Linked DNA regions of Danio rerio: region 2 is linked to region 1. The links are chromatin contacts, called in public Micro-C maps. All regions are on one chromosome and are shown on one strand. The core of a region is the stretch at or near the end of the contact, and the rest is flanking DNA. Distances in the headings are between cores, read along the strand shown. Region 1 holds the start of agt (angiotensinogen). Region 2 holds the start of urb2 (URB2 ribosome biogenesis homolog).

Evidence for each region. Hi-C and Micro-C count contacts between places; a contact is called where the count stands out from the background.
Region 2: a Micro-C map of caudal fin shows a contact between it and region 1, with 4 times the contacts expected there. The contact joins the promoter of urb2 here to the promoter of agt in region 1. A contact is called at or near these places in 2 of 18 Hi-C or Micro-C datasets (caudal fin and an unstated tissue).

Annotation. Positions count from the first base shown.
Region 1 is chr13:27,169,467-27,176,453 of GRCz12tu, forward strand. agt (angiotensinogen) reads left to right here and starts at 5,321. Exons shown (of 5, transcript NM_198063.1): 1 at 5,321-5,355; 2 at 6,902-6,987. The coding sequence starts at 6,926. It overlaps phactr2 (phosphatase and actin regulator 2), which reads right to left and starts at 3,720. Exons shown (of 13, transcript XR_012389302.1): 1 at 3,288-3,720.
Region 2 is chr13:27,445,050-27,451,387 of GRCz12tu, forward strand. It overlaps urb2 (URB2 ribosome biogenesis homolog), which reads right to left and starts at 2,056. Exons shown (of 10, transcript NM_001123301.2): 1 at 1,744-2,056. It overlaps abcb10 (ATP-binding cassette, sub-family B (MDR/TAP), member 10), which reads left to right and starts at 4,126. Exons shown (of 14, transcript XM_073920892.1): 1 at 4,126-4,685; 2 at 4,770-4,969; 3 at 6,180-6,338. The coding sequence starts at 4,561.

The sequences.
Region 1 (6,987 bases), core at 4,071-6,570:
GACATACAGAAAATTTCCTTGCTCTGTTAAACATAATTTGGGAAATGTTTAAAAAATAAAAACAATTAAAAGGGATAAGCTAATAATTCTGACTTCAACTGTATGTTTACACACACACACACACACACACACACACACACACACACACACACACACATATATATATATATATAATTATGACAATATTTTTATCAGCATTCTGGAGGATTTAAAAAAGGGTTGTATTACACTTGCATAATTCAATAAATTCCTAATAATTTAATCAATGGCTATTTATGGTATCATCTCATGTTGTAAGAGGAAGTTAATGAGGGCTACTTGGGTTACACCAGCATAAGAATGAAGCTAAAAGGTATGGCATGAGACAAACAAAAAAATAAGTTTACAGTCATGCATTTAGCTTTTTAAAAGAATTATTTTTGTAATTAATGGTATGACAATGTAAACCAATATGATAAAAAAAAAAACTAATGGTTTCCTTCCCAGTTGACTGACTATATTAAAAATTGCTAACTTTTTGTATTGCAAGTTTTTTGCACGTTAAAACGTGAAATAATGCACATTTGCGTACATTTATAGCACAAAAATCTGAACACTGGATAAAGTGTGGTTTAGGTTTTTAGAGAGATGTTCTCATGTATTTATATTTATTACTCTATAAGAATAAAAGAAATTAAAAATAAAAAAGAAATTACACATTTCACATTTTTGGTAGAATATAATAATGTAAATAAATAAATGTGAATAATCACAATTATACATGAATAAATTTGTTGGTAAAAACTTTCATATTAGTAATCTGAAAAAATATCAGACATGAAAACTGATATATGTTGCTAAAAGATGTACACTCATTGGCCACTTTATTAGGTACACCCGGAGGCATCAGAATGGGGACGAAAGATGATTTATTTGAATTTGAACGTGGTATGGTTGTTGGTATTTCAGTATTTCAGAAACTGCTGATCTACTGAGATTTTCACGCACAACCATTTCTAGGGTTTACAGAGAATGGTCAGAAAAAGAGAAAATATCCAGTCCATCCCTTTATGACCACTGTGTATCCATCTTTTGAAGGCTACATCCAGCAGGATAACGCATCATGCCATAAATGGCGAATCATTTGAGACTGGTTTCTTGAACATGACAATGAGTTCACTGTACTCAAATGTCCTCCACAGTCACCAGATCTCAATCCAATACAGCACCTTTGGGATGAGGTAGAATGGGAGATTGGCATCATAGATGTGCAGCTAACAAATCTGCAGCAACTGCATGATGTTATCATGTCAATATGGACCAAAATCTCTGAGAAATATTTCCAGTATCTTGTTGAATCTGTGCCACAAAGGATTTAGGCAGTTCTGAAGCCAAAAGGGGGTCCAAACCGGTATTAGTAAGGTGTACCTAATAATGTGGCTGGAGAGTGAATAGCTTAGTGCAATTGTAAAGTGTTTTCTGGATGCTTTATTTGCATTAAACTGAAAAAGCCTTTTAAAAGCCAAAATATTATAAGAAAAAGACGCATGAGAAAAGGCGTGTTGCGGTATCTCATCTTAAAGGGATAATTCACTCAAAACTGAAAACTTGTTATTATTTACTCACCCTTCACTGATCTCAAACCAGTTTGAATACATAAGAAGATATTTCAGACAAACCTGGAAACTTGTAACCATTGACTTCTATAGCACTAGTATTTCCTACTATGGAAGTCAATGATTACCAGTTTTCAGTTTTCGGCTTTTAAAATTTTCGTCTTTTAATTAAAAAGAAAGAAACTCAAAAGGTTTGAAACCAATTAAGGGTGAGTAAATAGTGATCAAAATTCATTTTGGGGTAAACCCCCTTAAGTCACCATAAGCCAAATTTTAATTGTTTTAAACCACAGGGTTGATTTGTAGTAATCACGCAAAAACGCTCTAAAATTGCATTTGGCATTCAGAACTGTGTAGAAAAAATAAAAGTAACTTTAACTGTTCCCAGACAAATAAGGCACTTTAACTGTATTCATTCAACATATAAACTTAACTGTGAGTGTGCATTTAATTTTTAACTGTATTTCTGTGAATCTGCAGGTCACTTACAAGGTCCACTGCACACTAAAACAATAAACGACACAATTTAAATCTAGAACATTGATCAAACAAGAAAGTCTGTGCATGGTTAAAAGAAAGGTTAGCTGCCAGGAAGTGGTTTCAAACTGTCATTTCTACAAATATCACTCAGCTCAAAATAACCAAAAGATGTGCCTCTTGTCATACGAAGACGTTTTATACAGTATTATGTCTCTTTAACCAGACTGAATTCACCGCATGTTAAAGATTGTGCATAGAAAGCAATTAGGGTTCAATATGCACCACCATCAGACACATTCTCCTTTCATATCAGACATGTTTTTATTTTGAAACACGGTAGAAGAAGTGTCAGACTGCTGGTTTACATTCGCTAAAAGGTTACAGAATAGTGTGGGTGATGACATTTAAACCAGACTTTCTCTGAACGCGTTTACTAATTACAGTCATTTTAGAAAAAGGTTGTCATCTGCACAGTGTGCCAAAAAAAGAAAACAATCACAGAGGACATTTTCCGATGACGTGGTATGCTTTGCAAGAATGTAATTTTTCAATGTTTAGCCACCAAATATAAAACTAAAGACTCGATTATTTAGATGATCAAGAAAAATGTTACTTTAGTCCTTGCAGTTATTTTATAGACAATATTTAGTCAAATAAATGATATCTTTGAAACTGATTATGACAAAACCAACAAGTCACACGCTTTATTTCTCAATATTCTGTTTGGGTCAGTGCTCTGACAATATTTAGGCCGGATGTAATTTTGCATGCAGTCTTAAATTGCACCTCACCATTAACAAAATCCCATGAGATTTATTTTGTGGGACACTTATTTTTGTCATTTGCAATCACATATACGTACTTGATCAAAAAACAACACAAATTAAAAGCACAATCTAAATAATAATAACAATACTAACAATAATAATAATAATTATAATAATAATAATAATAACATATTATGATGTCTTAAAATAAGGATTACAAAAAAATCCTAATTTTTGCAGTAATAAGAACAATCTAATAAGTAATAAGTGAAGTTCTTAAAATAACATTTCATAGGTTAGCATATTCACATTTTTTATCGAAATAACCCTTTTCAAGTTTAAAGAACTTTAAGGAAATGGAATGATGCATGGACATCAAGGGTTCTTCCTGATAAAGAATCTTAAGAGTTTTAAGAGTGCAAGTAAATAATAAATATCCTCCTACCTGAGCAGGCTGAGCGCAGTCTGGTCAATATTCTGGACCTGAAAGCCGAAGTGTCACTTAAAGAACGAACTCGAAACACAGGAAACACCTGTGGAAATGTCTTTAGGTATGAAAAGCTGTCTGCCTCAGCCATTCCGTTTGGATGTTGGTACTTTTATTTCTTGAAATAATTCGCTAAATTCGAATCGTTCAAATGTGCTGTCAAGATAAAATCTGACTCAAAATTCAGACAGAGCAGACGAGCTTTACTCGCCTTAGACAGTAGTGGGTAACTGTTCACCTGTTTAACAGAACTTTTAAAAACTTATTTTAAAAAGACAAAGTCGACTATTTCTTTCTCTTCCTCTCTCATAAGAAGTTTTGCGTGTCGTTCTTCAGCAAATGATCCGTGTCTTACATCAGTAAATGAGCCAGAAGCGGAAACACGTCCATCAAAAAGATACTGATCTACAATGCGTTTTATCCGGTGGAAGACTGAGGTCACGGCAGCTCTAAGCTGCATTTCTGAGTCATCCCTGTGGGCGGCAGTGTGGACTTTTAGAATTTCTGAAAACAACAACAGGTAGCAGTTCACCCCCTCCAAAAAATAATTTGCCGTTAATTTACTAACCTGGTTAAGCTGTAAAATGCACTTCACTTCAATGTGAATATTTATAATTATTACTAGAAAAAGATTACGTAGGCTAAGTTACTCGTGTCAAATTCAAAAGAAATTAGTTATTTGAAATTATTTACTAAAACTATAAAAAAAAGTATTTAAAAGGTGTGTGTGTGTGTGTGTGTGTGTGTGTGTGTGTGTGTGTGTGTGTGTGTGTGTGTGTGTGTGTGTGTGTGTTTATTCTAATAGAGATAATATATAAGATAAGTGTTTAGTTTCTAAAAAGTCTGTACCATCTGATCATTTATTATATAGTCACCTTTGGATTTATAAGGTTCTATCTGTGTTCTGAATGATTTTGAGACATTGAGCTTCAAAGTTTTTGCATTTCATATAGCAAACAGTATGTGTGTAACTATTGTTTTTTTGAAGTAAAAAGTTTTAAAATGTAAACAACTTATAAAAAACATACCATAATGTAAATAAGTTGTCATTTGATAATAAGAATGTCAATAACTCAATTTTGACAAAAATGTCAGATAGAACCTTTTGCGGTATGCATGATTTTATTTCTCTTGCTGCATCACATAAACAGCCGTCAGTGACAGAGAAAACAGTGAAGCGAATGAAGCAGATATTCAGTTTAAAACATCAAGTAAGCTTATTTGATGTATTTGTTGTGTTTATGAATTACATGATGATTGTATCGTCTTTTCTTTAAATTGTTTTACAAATTTAAAATGTTTTTAAAACTTATTCTTGAGGTGCAGCTGATCACAGACATTTTGAACAGATCTTAAAAATTTAACAAATCCTAGTATGTGGACATGTTAATACATTCCTGTCAATCAATTCGGAGAGTGTATATGTTTCCTAGTGCTGGGTTGTGACTGGAAGAGTATCCACTGTATAAAACATATGCCAGAATAGTTGTCGGTTCATTGCACTGTGGTGATCCCTGATAATTAAGGGACTAAGCTGAAGAAAAACAACAGCAGTATTTGCCAAACTCTAGTGAGCTAGAAAAGGCTCTCAGCGAGTAAGATCTAAGAACCATAAAGAAGTGTTGGGGAAAATTTCAAAATTGGGGTCATCTTGTAAAACACTATTAAGAAATATATATAACAATAATAAATAGTTTAAGGTACAAGGAAACTTTTTGGTCAGTTTTCATATAGGTTATGACTCATGCGGTTTCCTGTTTATCATCTTGTTCTTTCTCTCCACCGATCAGCCTGACATCATGCTGTAGGTAAACATGGTAGTGCGGGGTCGTGCTCTCCTTTGACGGAACTGTTTATCAACACACAGAAGCCGGTTTGAAGCTGAACAACACTGAGGAAATCTGAATGTCCCAATATCATGTTAATGTGTAACCAAAGAGAGCATCATCCAATATATGTTATTTAAATACAGTCCAGACCCTCAGTCCACCACAGTCCAGCTCTAGAATCAGCAAAGCATCTGAAGGTAAACAGGAGCTCTGTCTTTTTATCTTTTTTCACACTTTATGACCGATTATCTACATTCATGTTAAGAGTAACCGTTTAATGATACTGATAAGCCTTTTGGCTGAGTTAAATTATGTTTCAGAGAGATAATTGATCCACATGTATTACTGCATTAAGTTTTCCTCTGGGACTTTGGAGTGTCGTTTTAGCACTGATTATAATTACAATTAAATAAAAATGTTTAAAAGAATATTTTTGTACTTTTTATTTTTATTTTTAGGGTTCCCACAAGTTATAGAACTTTTGAAATACTATTGAATTGTAAATGGTCTTTTCCAGACATTGAAAGTTAGGAACGCATAAAAAAAAAACAAATAAATAAATAAATAAACATTATTTAATAAATTTTACATATATATATATATATATATATATATATATATATATATATATATATATATAAAATTATAGAATATTTATAGAAAAAAAGTCATTTATTTGTCATTTTAAATGTTCATTTTTAATTTGAAATGTATACTTTTTTCTATACTATTCCCTTTTTACTGCATGCTTTGCCTTTTGTTATAGTTGCCTAGTTTTCTGTGCTGTTATATTCCTTTACAACTTTCTCCCAATATAGGTCATCCTGAACTTATCTGAAAGCCTCTGAAAGTCAGGGAATTTGACATTTGGTTTAGAGTGCGAACCCTGTACTATTAATTTTAAAAGCAGTGTGTTGTTTTATATTGTTTTATCTTTAACACTTCGATTGTCAGAATAATTTGAGGAACAAGGTTACAAAAAAAAGCCTTTTTATTTGAAATAAAAAATATTCTGCAACACAAACGTCTGTCACTTTTGACAATAAAATTTGACAAATGAATCAGCTTAATGAATTATTGTTATATTTGAATGTATTTTAAGTTATCATTTGATATAGTTTTAAACTTTTTTTAAGTTTATTAATAATTATACATATATTATAAATATATTCATTATTGTTTTAATATTTATAAGATGATTTAATATTTTATTTCATTTATTTTTTTTTATTATGATTAAATATCTTCAAAATAATTTTAACTAGTTATTTTATTTATTATTATAACTATTTTTGATGAAAAAGCTGAATTTTGTGCAGAAGCACAGTGTCAAGGGATTTTAAAAATAAAGCACTTAAAGATAAAAAATAAAGCACTTTATTTAACTTTGTTTAAAGAAATGTTTCATATATGATATATATTAGGCTTAGGCTATTGTGTTTACAGAATGTTTATCTAAGATTTGCATACAGTAAAAATTAGAATGTGCTCACTACAAACTTTTTTTATCCGATTCGTGTTCTTGTTTTGGGGTTATTGACCTTAAATGGGTCAGTACAGAGACCTCAGAAGTATGAGCCACTGGTCAATTAATTCTGTGAAAAACGGGGGTGGAAAAAGCAAAGACGGATCAGCTATAGACTGCCCTCTTTTGGCTTTAAAATGCACATTAAGTTTTTTTTTTTTTTTGCATATTAAGTTTCTTATAATTCCGCTATTCATCATCATTCATTATACAAACAGGGGTCTCGCGGATTACCCGACAAGATGAAGATGTTCCTCGCTTTCTTATTTCTCTCCTGCTTTGCAATGGCAAGAACCAATCGAGT
Region 2 (6,338 bases), core at 806-3,305, 270 kb after region 1:
AATATAACAAAGGACTATGCACAACTATAAAAAAATATAGAGAATGAAATAAAGAAAGGTAAGATAAACAAAAATATAATATATTAAAATGAGAATAAGAGCGCAAAGTGCGGTTTGTGTAACATTTAGTGCAAATAAGACAGAACAGACAAGACAGGACAAAAAAAAAACAGTAACGCCAACCAGTACACAACAGATGTTGTGCAAATTTTGGAGCAGATATAAATACTGCAAATGTAAACATTTGTCATTGAGTTATTTAATTCAAAATTGTATTAATATTGCAATCTATAACGCATAATAAAAAATAATTTTTAGTTACAATAATAAATTATTATATATATTTTTAAATAACAGCCATTCCTTCTTTAGGTGAGAAATCATTAGTTTACAAGTTGAAAATAAATTAAATTTAATCTTGCATAAGCAAAAACAATAACATCATGACAACATATAAACAAATTCAAACTTAATTAGACCCTCATTAAGTGTTTTTAACAGCAACCATGTTCTTGCATTTTAATTATTATTCTAATACAACTGGTTTACTTTGAAGAAAAACCTTTATACTGTGCTTACACCTAGCGCTGATGCAATTACAGCGATTTTTATTGTATGTATATTGATCTGTAGTTACACTGTTGACCCTGCAGCTGCACACACCACTAAACCAGTTTGAGGTAAAGTTGGTTTTATATTCGCACCTTCCTTTAGTGACAACTCGTGACACGCTTCCTACATTGTTTACCACGGTACTTTGAATATTTGGATTAAGATCATTTGAACAATGAAGCTTTTGTTATTAACATATTTATTTTGTTGATTAAGTTTCAAATTTATAAGTGTAAATTTTCCCAAAAAAAATTTACTTTGTTTTAAATGAACAGAAAATTACTTTTGTACTATTTAGCAAAGTGCTAATAGACAGGCCATTAAACTGTACATCTGTGCCTTTCAAAATGTTTGATTGGTGTAAAGGTCCTGCTTGTTTGCAATTGTAAGAATTTTTGTTAATTATTTATACTCTTTCCTTTTTTTGTGCTGTTATTATTTACCACCTATCACCCAAGCTTTATTTTGTTTACTATATCATGTGTGTTGTTAACAGCATAAATAAAAATAATAATTAAAAAAACGTTGAATATTCGGGCTGAAATGACATGCAAAACTTCAAAACAACATTAGCATTGTTTAATTAACTGTCAACAGTGTTGTACTTTGAGAGTCATTGACTCCTAACATGATTTCCTTATTCAGTATTTGCAAAGAATTTTCTAAAAAATATATTATTAGGGGAAAGTCTGAATGTGTGAATAAAAAAACAACTTTATCTAAACCTGTCCCCAACAAAGCAGCAAAATCATTTTACACCAAACTATTGTATTTTTGAATGCGAGTACACATTGTAAAGTGGAGACAGTTATTGGTGAAATTACATGGCAAACATTGAGCAAATCTGAAATAAAAGAGAAACTGATGACTGGCTTTTATCATTTTATCGATTTAAGTAAGCTTTTCCACGTCACAAGTCACACAAACATCATACGAAAGTAAACTCTTTAAATAATCTTAAACACAACAGAAGATAAATGTCTGGCAGCCCCTAGCGAATCACACAGCGAAATAATCACAGAGAGCCTGTTAGATTTTAGTGAATAAAATAGAACGTACCGCACAACAGCAGTTACTATAGTGAGCAATCTTTTAACGTTAAGTAATACGGAAAACTTTCAAAATACTCACAATCTCATGACACACGTGTTACCGCTGTGGGGACCTCTGAACTCTCCACTTTCACACAAGACAGTAATAATCGAAAAGGAGCATCAACGCTTGTGTGTAAAACTGGTTCGCTCATTTTAGAGAAACTTTTGAAGATGTATGATTTGTTTCGGTCAGAAGTTATTTGTAATGTATAAACTGTTGGCTTGCTAAACTGTTGAAATAAATTGTGACCAAAGTAGTTTGACATTTACAGAAAGTTTAACATAATAACATTATATCTAAACACTGGTGGACACATTTAGAGGAATGTAAGATACCCTAAATTATAAACAGATGTGATATAAATCGTTCTGGAGCTCTATTACCCTTCATTAAACTGTTTGATTTATCATGTCTGAGAAGGGTTTCGTCAGAGACCATAGATCTGAAAAGATAGATCACGCCTTAGCTGTGGTTGCGTGTCCGCCATGTTGGAAAGGTCAAAACTACAAACTGTGGTGCAACAGGCAGAGCAGGTTTCAAAATGCAAAAATCAAAAAGTTGCTGAACTGTTAATGTAGTTAAAGTAGAAGTTAAATACGTGTAAAAAAAATAAAGTATTAGTAGCCTTTAAAATGCAAATGTAATTGAAATTAAGCCTACAAAAAAGTTTTTTTTTAAATGTCATTGTCTAAACATTGCAAAAGAACAGGATCACTCAAAAGTGAGACCTCATCAATTTCTCCCCTTGTGTGGTGTGTATATATATATATATATATATATATATATATATATATATATATATATATATATATATATATATATATATATATATATATATATATATATATGCTATATTTATATCTAAGGTGACACGGTGGCTCAGGGGTAAGTGCTGTCGCCTCACAGCAAGATGGTCGCTGGTTTGAGCCCCGGCTGGGTCAGTTGGCATTTCTTTGTGGAGTTTGCATGTTCTCTCTGTGTTCTTGTGGGTTTCCTTTTGGTGCTGTGGTTTCCCCCACAGTCCAAAAGCATGTGATGTAGGTTACTTGAATAAACTATATTGGCTGTAGTGCATTTGAGAGTGTATGGGTGTTTCCCAGTACTGGGTTGAAGCTCGAAGGGCATCCACAGTGTAAACGTGTGCTAAATAAGTTGAGTTAAATGAATGAATTTATATCTAAATAAGATATTTTGAAGGTAAAGTGGTTGCTGAGATCCATTGACTTAAACTTTCTCTTTGTCTCTCTTTCTCTCTCTCTCTCATTCAAACTCATACAAAATACAGTAAATCCAGAGAAACACAATTTAAAGATGTCTCTCATTTTTTATTTACTTCTGTAAACTAAATGAGAATTAATCCAAATTTAACATTTAGGGTTTTTAATCATTTAGTTTATTTACAGTTTTTTACTGACGCTAGGACACATTTCTCAATACTAGGTCACTTTAGCAAAACTCTTCACACAGTGAGCACAACAGAAGTCTGTGTGGACAAAACATCTCTGAAATTTCATGAATTCTATTCTCACTCAGACACAACAACTGACAAAAATCTTTGTACGTACAAGACATTTTGTATGTGCTTACTACTGTTTTCAAAACTGTTAAACTTATGTTCTAAACAATAACATAATGCAAAACCGAGTAAGACAGCAAAATTCACCAGCAATATTTTATTAAAACATATTTCAAATCTAAAAATTCAGTTTATCCAGCCAGATTAGCATTACTATTGTATCTGTATCAGTGGATGGTGTGTGTACAAATTCTTGTATTTTGGAATTACTTAAACAAATAAAAATAAATAAACGACATAAAATATTGACGAATTCTGCGTAATGTCTGATTAATTCCAGTAACATATATTGTAGTTATAAACAATATATATTGCAATTATAAATGTTTTACACAAGAAAACACTGTGTAATGCTACATATGTTGTGTCATTGTTTTTGGGTAACAAAGTGTGTTTGTTGGCTGTCAACCTTTGCTAGTGTTCTATCTAGAATAATGATTTTATTTGAGACCTGAATGAAGTATTTTGGTAGTAGTGGTGCATTTTGAATGTGAAATGAACTGCTTTGCCAAGCTGAAAGTCGGTTAGGAGAATTGTGTAAAGAGTTTTGCAAAAGTGACCAAAGTATTGAGAAAGTCCTGGTAAGTATTGAGTGTCATAGCGTCTGAAAAAAAAACGTAACGCATAAAATAACACCTTGTTTTCATACTTTTAAAACTAATAGAAACAATTGATAATTTTTGCCCAACTATTACTTTAGATGACAAAACTGCTCAAACTTACAATATTCCTGAAATGGGTGTTATTTAGCGCTAACGCTTCTTGTTGACCTTTCCAAGATGGCGGCGCTTTTGACCAGTCGACTGCGCCATCTATGCTACGATCTATGATTGAGATCTTCCATTGGTGTAGTAACGCTTCGCCTCCTCGAACCTCAAGGAAATCACCGGGGTCACCTTTTATTCTTGTTTTCATTAAAACACTTCAAACGCCACTTTTCTACAGCTGGACAGTCATTGACGTTGTTTGGATTAAAGACCGACAGATGTCGCGCAGCAGGTTTTTGTGACAGGGCGCTGCCGGTGAAATCGCTGGGCGTGTGTAAAGATAACGCAAAACAAGGGCTGGATGTGGAAACTGTCAGGAACAGATAAACCTCAGTAACCGTCGACCCCGGACAAGTCGCTCTTTCTAACACTAACTGTGTGTCATGCAGTTACAAGTCAGTCCTGACACTCCGGTTTTCACACTGGTCATCTGACTATATACGCGAAGTTTAGACAGATGATGATTAGTTAGAGACTTGTGATATTCATTTGGTTTCGATTTTTCTTTAAATGTATGGGACAATGTTGCGAATGACAGGATTTGCTATCGGGAAACTGCAACAGTGTAGCATTACCTGCTGTCGGTCAAGTACTTTTCATCACTGGTCAACCCGGACATCAAGAACGTGGAGCAGGCAAGTGCGCAAAAATGGATCGTTTGATATCTGTGTGTTGCCTGTGTATAAGGGAAGAAACATATCCAAGCTCTCTTGTCTTAGAACTGAAGGGTTATTTTCACCTAAGCACTCCAGACACATAGTTGCTCTCTATAGCACATCTACAGACTCAAACCAAACCTCAAAGTCTGTGGTAAATCAGGAGAGCAGCGCGAAAACCACAGCGGACTCGTTACCTGTTCCCTCGGAAGATGTCAAGAAGCTCCTTCAGCTGGCGCATCCGCAGAGATGGAGACTGACAGGCAAGTCAACCGTGCTAGTGTTTTGTTTGTAACTTTATCTCTTAGGACTTTATCTCTTGTGCAGTGTAATTTAGAATTTAGCTTTTATTTATTTATTTATTTATTTAATGACATATGGCCATGAAGTACAGAAGACACTCTCTAAAATATCATTCAGTGTATCAATAGTTTATACACCAACAAATCATATTTAGAACCATTGTTTAGAACATGTATGATTTGTTGACATAATAAAAGACTGTATTTAAAGGTCACATTTTGTCCTAAAAATACAAATTTTTTGTCATTTGTGTCTGTGTGTGTGTAAATCAAAATCTTGATTATTTAAATGTTTTAACTTGATTACGATCATTTAACAAATATATATTTTTTGATTAATAACTTTTTTTTGCCCTCATAATTCACCTTACTTGCACTTTTGGAAACAAAATTAATAATTTTTATTATGTTTCTCATATAGTAAAAGTAATTTCATATTAGTAAGCAGTATCTCTTTTAAATAAAGTATCTCTTGAACATCCTGTAAATAATATTTTAAACAGTGCATTATTACGTCTTCTGTAAATAAATATTCTATTATAAATAATAATTTTATTGTGACTGAAAATATGCCGTCTCAAGGCATCTCTGGCGCAGCTTCCAATCATTGTCAATGTAGTGCAAACCTGTAGTTAAATTTTTTTAGAGCTGCGCAGGTATGCTACCACACAAAGGTTGTGCCAGATCATACCTGTGCATACTCAAAAGTAATTGAAAAAATTGACCTGGAAAAATTAGATCGATTATAGGTTCTGAATGTCTATTTCAATTACTTTTCAATTAATCATCCAGCCCAAATATGTATATATAATATATATATATATTACCGCGGCACCATATTTTGTTTGCTGTGATATATATTGCGACATGATTATAGTTTCACCAGATGATTTGAATAGCTCTATTTGGAAAGATTTCATTCATGTAGATCGACTGGGGTGATCAAGTGTTTTTCTAGGTCATAGATCTGCATAAATGTGAATTAATTAAGAATATATAAATATTACAGAGAACAAATAAAGGTTCAATAAACAGTGCTTTATGGTTATCTGGCATAAAACATTTATCAATTAAAAAACAAATTTTAGAACAATTACTTTTTTAAATTAATGGAGGTTTTTTTTAATATCTATGGCTTGTTTTGGAAATGACCTTCTGGATCTCCTTATAGCTGCTGTGGGGTTTCTGGTGATTTCCAGCACTGTCACCATGTCTGCACCCTTTTTTCTGGGAAAAGTGATCGACACCATCTACACCAGCCCCACCGAGGACTTCAGCTCATCCCTCACCTCTCTCTGCCTCATGCTGACAGGCGTCTTCCTCTGCGGAG